Regions from separate parts of the Mus musculus genome. Here region 2 is linked to region 1. A link is a contact called in public promoter capture Hi-C data. All regions are on one chromosome and are shown on one strand. Each heading gives the region's core, a stretch centred on a gene start, on an enhancer-like site or on the middle of the called end of the contact. The rest is flanking DNA. Distances are from core to core; before and after follow the strand shown.

Region 1 (3,675 bases), core at 210-2,709:
ACTAAGCAGATCAAATACATGTGAAAAGTCTAAATTATAAGGCATCAAGTGGAGAAAAAACTATCATCCTTGTACAATCCTGTAGTTAAAAACAAACAAACTAACCAACCAATCAACCTGCTTCTGCCTGTTTCCTAAAACAAGTCCTGTGAGGCAGGATGCCACCGCTCACACCTTTTAAGATTTAAAATCTTGACCGCAGGCTCACACTTTTTGAAGAGGACCAAGATGTTCACAGTTGTCACAAAATTCTACTTTCGGAAAATAATAATAATAATAATAATAATAATAATAAAACTATAGAAGTTCTCCTTACAATTACAAAAGGAGCAATTTAAGACCCAAAGGCAGGCCAGGTCAGAACTTTCCAAGTACCTCCAAGTATGGTTTTGAATTTGGGTTTCTTAACCATATCCCAAACATAGCGTGATCAGACTGCAGTACTATTTACTACACACGCGCGCGGACTTCAGATGAAATAATGGAGTACCCCAAGTTAAAAGGCTTTTTGAAAACTACTCCGATTTCCCAACACCCCAGATGCCAAATGGCAACCTTACCACTCGAAGCAAACGATACACACACATACACATATTATGTGGTGGTGGTGGAGAGGAAAAAGGCCACACCCAAGTTAAAGACTTTCAGAGCGAAGTGACACCAAGTTTCAGAAATTTAACTATGGCTATTTTGGGGCAGCTCATTTCACGGGTGACGGATCCTCTGAATCCTCCCCATCTCCACCAGGCCGCACGTTCAGGAAATCGTTCCCGATTCGAACTGCTCGGGTTTCCTTCTCAGGAACCCGGTGCGAGGCCAAGATGGAGAAATGCCTCATTCAAAGATTGCAGTACCCGGGGTATTAGAGGGCCGGCCCGTGCCGATCGAGGGAGACAACCAGGCGCCCGTTACCTGCGGGGCTGGGACAGGCCACAGCCGCCTTAGCAACAACACAGCGGTTACCTGGCACCGAGGAGCCACCCAGATCCAGGCCCTGCGGCGTCCACGAGTCTCCCAAGCTGGCCCAGCTCCCGGTGTCCCCCACGCCCTGGGCTTCACGACCACCCACCCCGCCGCAGCGCAGCATCAGCGCCGCGCATCCCCGCTCACCTTAGCCACATAGTCCTTCACCTCATCCAAGTCTCCGTTTTTCAGGGCCCACATGAACTCCTTGTCGCACATGACTGCAGCGGGGTGGGCCGGCGGGCCGGGCAGGAGCGGCGATTAGGCCCGACGAGGGGACACGAGAAAGCGACGCGCCTCAGGCCGCTGAGCGGGCGAGACTGCGGGTCGCGGCTACGGTTCGGGCGGGAGAAAGTTCTTCTGCAGCCGTTGGGCCCAGCAGAGCAGGTTCCGCCTAGCTGAGGAGAAGCAGGACGCTTACACTTCCGGTTCACGCCCCGCTAGGGCCCGCCTCCCACTTCCTCTTCCTCTTCCTCTCTCCAGAAAGCTCTGCTCGGGACCCCGCCCCGACTGCTTACCTCAGGAGAGCCACTTTTGCGCAGGCGCATTATCCTGGCCGGCCAAGGCAGAGTAGAGGCGTGGTTCCAATGGGCGGGGCCGTGAGGCTGAGTAGAATGTTCCTGGAGGTCAGGAAAATCAGGGGCTGAACCTGGGGAGGTGTTGGATGGGAGTAGGACACTCCAGTTCCACGACAGAGGGGAACGTTAGTTTCCAGGGCTCACTTTCTAATAATTCTAAAAATAACTAATAATAATAATAATAATAATAATAATAATAATAATAATAATAATGTGTTTAGATTCTCTCTCTCTTACTATCCCACTTTAAACTAGTAAAAGAGGAAAAACAAAAAACCAACCCACTCTCAAAACATTTTTATTGAGACTTTCATCTATGCATATAGTATGTTTTGAACAAATTCATTCCTGAATCCCTTCTCCACTTCACCACTACTTTTCCTTCACAACTTTATGTGACCTCTCTTCTTAAAACAAAACCAAAAACAAAAAACCAAAAACCAAATTTTCATTTACGTGTATGATAGTTTTGACAGAATATATACATTTATGTGAACCAATGTGTGCGAGTGCCCGAAGAGGCAAGAGGAAGCATAAAATCTGAGAGAGCTAGAGATACAGACAGCGGTGAGCCTTCATATGGGCCATGCTGGGAACCAAGCCGGGCTCCTCTGCGAGAGCAGCCAGTGCTCTTAACCTCTGAGCCATCTCTGCAGCAGTGCTCGGGTCTTGTGTTGAGCTCTCTGAACCCACTTAGCGCTTCCTGTTGAGTGCATACGTGTGGGACCTACTGGTTTGTTTTACCTTTAGGCATCAAACTCTATTCCTATTCTCATACATCAGTGGCTGGGTGGGGCTCTCTCCCTTGGTCTTTTCTCCTCTCTCTCCCACTACCACTCTTGGCCTTTCTTCTCCCTTTCCTCAACCATGCAGTTTCTTTGGGACATCCACCAGAAGGAAATAAAAAGGAAAGAATAAAACTTTTTTTTTCTCAGAAGGAAATCTTCAACACGTAGTTGAGACAACGGTGTCAGTAGGTTTATTTCTTTTTAATTGCATACGTACGTGCTTGTGTACAGATGCACTGATGTGGGCATGAGTGTGCATACGTGTAAACTCAGAGGACAACTTGTGGGAGAGTACTCTTATGTAGGTCCTAGTGACTGAATTTAGGTCACCATCGGGCTTTGTCACAAGCATCTTTCCTGGTTGAGCCATCTTGCCAACTCAACAACGTGAATTATGTACATTTACTTTCTATGGTGGAAAATACTTAAGTGTGTGATGGCAATTAAAAACTAGGAGCTTTTCCTGACCAACAAATGACCGCTAACAAACATGCGTAGCATCATTAAAAATTTGTGTGGTTTAAGAAGCACTCACTTTTTATTTGATTTGTAGCAAACAGAACTGTTTTTCTGAAGCCAGTTTTGTTCTTAGAATTTGGCTGAAACATCTTAGAATTCAACCACCTGGTGAATTCTATCTTACAATCCTAATGATTCAAATTTATGTATATACCCAAGAACACTGAGAAAAAATTCCTACTAGAACTATTATGTATATAGGCTATTATTCATTATTCGGTAAACAAATAAACCAAACTAATTTATTTCTGCACCACAAAATACAGAGGTTGGAAGCATACGGTGGAGTTTAATAGTTTTAAAGTATTGGGCATACTCTGGCTGGTTTTGTGTTCTGACCAGCAAGTTGTTTAACCCTTTTTCTTAAAATTTTGTAGCAAAATGATGCTGTCTGGTGAGTACACATTTGTTATCATTGAACAGCAATAGATAAAGACTTCACACACACACACACACAAAAACTCTGAATAGTTAAAAGCAGCTTACATTGTTACTGTATTTAATTCTGACGGTTGAGAATACAAATCGACACCTTTCTGGAAGGAAACTTCAGTTCAAAAAAAAAATGTGAGGTGAAGTTTGGTTCCTCACAAACCTACCCCAGTGATGTCCAAGTTATAGGACATGGCAGGTCTTGGTTCAGCACTAAGCAAGACTATCCCCATGTGACCTACTCTTACCGTCAGCATTTCATTTGAGTGTCTTAAGCTTAGTATATTTAAGTATATTATATCTTGTTTTATAGATTCGAAACTTAGCTAACTCTACATACCCCATGGTTCTATAAATAGCTTCACTGACCACCCAGTCACCCAAACCAGAAACAT
Region 2 (3,548 bases), core at 396-2,895, 4.3 Mb after region 1:
CCCTTCTCCCTTCTTTAACTTAAAAAAAAAAAAAAAAGAAGAGGCTGGAAAGATGGCTTAGCAGTTTAGGTGCTTGTCACCAGGCCTGCCATCTGACTGTGATCTCTGGGACTCCCCTAAGGTGACCTCTGCATGCCTGAGCACACACACATACATGTAAAGGGCTATTTAAAAATTTAGGACGTTTTGAGATTTCAGTATGCTTTCCTAAAGGATTTCAATTTTATGAAAGAATATAACCTTTTAAATTATATAACATTAAGTCAAATGATTTACATGCCAATTAGATTTCAATTCACATAAAATTATCCTAGGAGTTACACAATAGGGTAAAAATTAAAAACAAACAAACAAAAGTTATTTGTGGGTGGGTCTGTGTGACTATGTTCCCAGGGAGGCAAGATGGAGAGGGTTCCCCTAGACCAGTAGTTCTCAATCTTCCTAATGCGGCGTTCCTTTAATACAGTTCCTTATGTCGTGCTGACCCCTCTACCATAAAATTATTTCATTTCTACTTCATAACTGCAGTTCTGCTATTGTTATGAATTTATGAATTGTAATGTAAATATCTGATATGCAGGATATCTGATATGTGACTCACAGGTTGAGAACCTCTGCCCTATAATGGTGTTATACGTGGTTGTGAGTTATCTGACTAGAAACTCAACCTGGATCCTGCAAGAGCAATATGCTCTATTAACTACTGAGCCATCTCTTCAGCCTCACAAATTAGTTCCTTTGAAATATCATGTTTCTTTAAATGTGAATGAAAGAAAAATACAGGTGAAAATAACCGTTGAAAATGAGAAGCAAAACCAAATTACTTAAATATGTCAAGCAAAACACATAAAGCCCACATCTGAAAATTCAGAACTCTTTTTTCCCCTTTTGGCATAAAAAGATAAGTTTATCTTTCTCATGGATCTATTTATTTAAAATGCTTGCAGGTACACTTGTGTGGGTATAAGTGTAGGTCAATTATCAACATCAGGAGTACAATTTACCTTATTATTTGAGTTTCGACTGACAAGGAAAGCTGAAGGCATAGTGCCTGCCTAATCACGACCCAAGGAATGCATACGAGTTGTTACTGAGAAGCAACGTGCTCAGAGCATTTAAAAACTGGTACCAATTATTTTACTGGGTCACAGGGCATGAACCCCTCCGAACAGATAACTTTATTTTTTTTTTTTTGTTCAGCATGCACAACTCATACTCTCCGCTGTCTGATTCGCGCACTCCTCCGGCGCTGGAAGCTGTAGTAGAGTCATTCATTTTCCCAAGCATCATCTAAACTGCATTTTAAATAACAATCAACAAATATCGCCGGCGCATCCCACACAAAACTGAGTGCGAGGGCGGGCTCACTAGGAGAAAGGAAGTGCGTTTTTGGTTTGTTCAGTTCCCCACAGGATAAGGGGAAAGCCTCGGGTGTTTGTGGGGTACACGTGGAAGCTCCAGGAAGGCCCCTAACTGACTCGACTGGATCTGGCAATTCCACCAGGTTAGGGACCCGGGTCCGCCCGCACCGCCGCCGCCCTCTGCTGTGACCCCAGCGCTCCGCTTGCCTTACCTGCTCCTGACCTCGCGCACGCGCGTCCCCGGAAGGCCCGCCCCCCTTTACTTGCTTCCCAGCTCCAGAGAGCAGGAGAGAGGCGGAAGCTTGATGGCTAGAGCGGAGTCGGCGGACAACCCGGAACTACTCTCACTCCCTGGGGGCGGGACCTCGGGCGACACCTAGCGGCCGCGCTCGCTCTGAGCCCAGGGCCTCCGCCCGCGAGGAAAGCCGGGTTGTGTGGGTGTGGTTCTGAGAGTGGGGGAGCCTTGGCTATCCAGGAAGGTTCTAGAGGGACCACACGCATCATTTTGTCGAGAATAGCCAGAGCTGAGTCCCTCCTCGCTGAAGCTCCTTGCTCTGTGATAATAGAATGAAATGCAGTATTTTTCCTTTGTCTTCACGTTTCATTTTTCTTTTCATTAGAGCTTATGCTCTTTGCGTTCCAAAGATACTTGATGCTAGCTCAGAGTCTTTCTGACCGTGTTGGGTTCCTATCAATCAAGGAGTTGAGCTGTGGTTCTCTTTTCGGGGTACAGGGATAGAACTCTTGGATAGGAGATAGACAGGAGCAGTAACACAGAGAAATTGTGTTTTGGAAGATAGCCTAAGTTCTGCTTCTCTTTGTACATTTGGATAAGCTAGTGTAAAACTCTGTCCCCAGCCTTTTTCTTTTCTTTTCTTTTTTTGTTTTGTTTTGTTTGTTGAGACAGGGTTTCTCTATGTAGCATTGGCTGTCTTGGAACTCACCGTGTAGACCAGGCTGGCCTCAAACTCAGAGACCCATCTGCCTCTGCCTCCTGAGTGCTGGGATTAAAGGTACACACCTGGGCCGTCAATCCCAGACTCAAACTTTTATGATAAACTCTCAATTGTTTTTTAAAAGCAAGATGTCTTAATTGTGGAGCAAGAAAATATCGTAACGGACAGTATGAGATCAATCATGAGATCTTGAGCAATCTCAAAAGAAATCAGATATGTGGGCCAAGAAAACTGCAGCTTTATCTGCGCAGCTGTGTCAGCTGCGGGTCAGAGTGCCCTTTACCGTTGACTGTCCTTGGGAATGAAGATAGGTTGCTCATACCGCATCAACAACTAAGGTACCGGGGTATTTGCCTACGTGTGCACCAGTGAAGGGTCAGCATCCTGCAGAGACCATGACTTCATTACGATATTATTTTCATTGTGGGCTTGGCCAGGATAAGCTTTTCTAGAGGATCCTGAGAAGAAATATCCTTCAAAAGTGATCTGACCCACCGTGACTTAGGAAAGAAAAAGGCTCGCCCTACTCTATCACTATGACACCCACTTTATAAATGTAAGAATTAAAAAAAAAATACGACGGGGAATCTACTGTGCTCTTGCCCTTCTCTTTGGAACAGCTCACTCCTTGAAATCTTCGCTTGCTTTGTTAGATAAACTGCTTACACTGTGTGTCTCCTCTGAATTTCTTCCTTGAAAAAACAAGAGCTGAGAGACCGCCTCTCATAAAAAAGGCATGTCTCCTCGGCAAGCCTTTCACTGACAACAGAAACACTATCAGTATTTCGCTCCTTGCAAAATCTGCTTTCAATAGAGCCACCTTTTATAGGGATTACTATACAGTGCCTATTGAGTGCTTGGTAGGTCGATTGAGAAACGAGTGCTTATTTTCTGAGCATTAATCAAAGTCTTACATAAATACAGTAAAATAGATTTTAGAATTGAGGCAAGTCAGCAGCAAGTTCTATATCTAGAGGAGGGCATTCAATTGACATTGTCTTTGCTCCTATAGAATTTGTGTTTGCCAAGTTTTAATATGTTATCAACTCACATTATAGTATGCAATCTTATTAACATTTACACCAAGGCTGTTAAAGTCCTATGCATAACTACAGCCACCTACCCCAGTGTCCTAGGCGGCAACAGTCCTTGGAGAACTTTCACTTGTGTTTTCTGTTTCTGGAGGTTTGGGTTGTTTTTAAACCAATGTTTTATAAACATGAAGACCTCT

The links. Promoter capture Hi-C pulls out the DNA fragments that hold promoters and counts their contacts.
Region 2: a contact with region 1 is called in a promoter capture Hi-C map of pre-B cells, with 2.7 times the contacts expected there. The contact joins the promoter of Mrps33 here to the promoter of Mtpn in region 1. A contact is called at or near these places in 1 of 39 promoter capture datasets (pre-B cells) and 1 of 484 Hi-C or Micro-C datasets (CD4 T cells).

Annotation. Positions count from the first base shown.
Region 1 is chr6:35,538,429-35,542,103 of GRCm38.p6, forward strand. Mtpn (myotrophin) reads right to left here and starts at 1,460. Exons shown (of 4, transcript NM_008098.4): 1 at 1,111-1,460. The coding sequence starts at 1,182.
Region 2 is chr6:39,809,291-39,812,838 of GRCm38.p6, forward strand. Mrps33 (mitochondrial ribosomal protein S33) reads right to left here and starts at 1,646. Exons shown (of 3, transcript NM_010270.2): 1 at 1,574-1,646.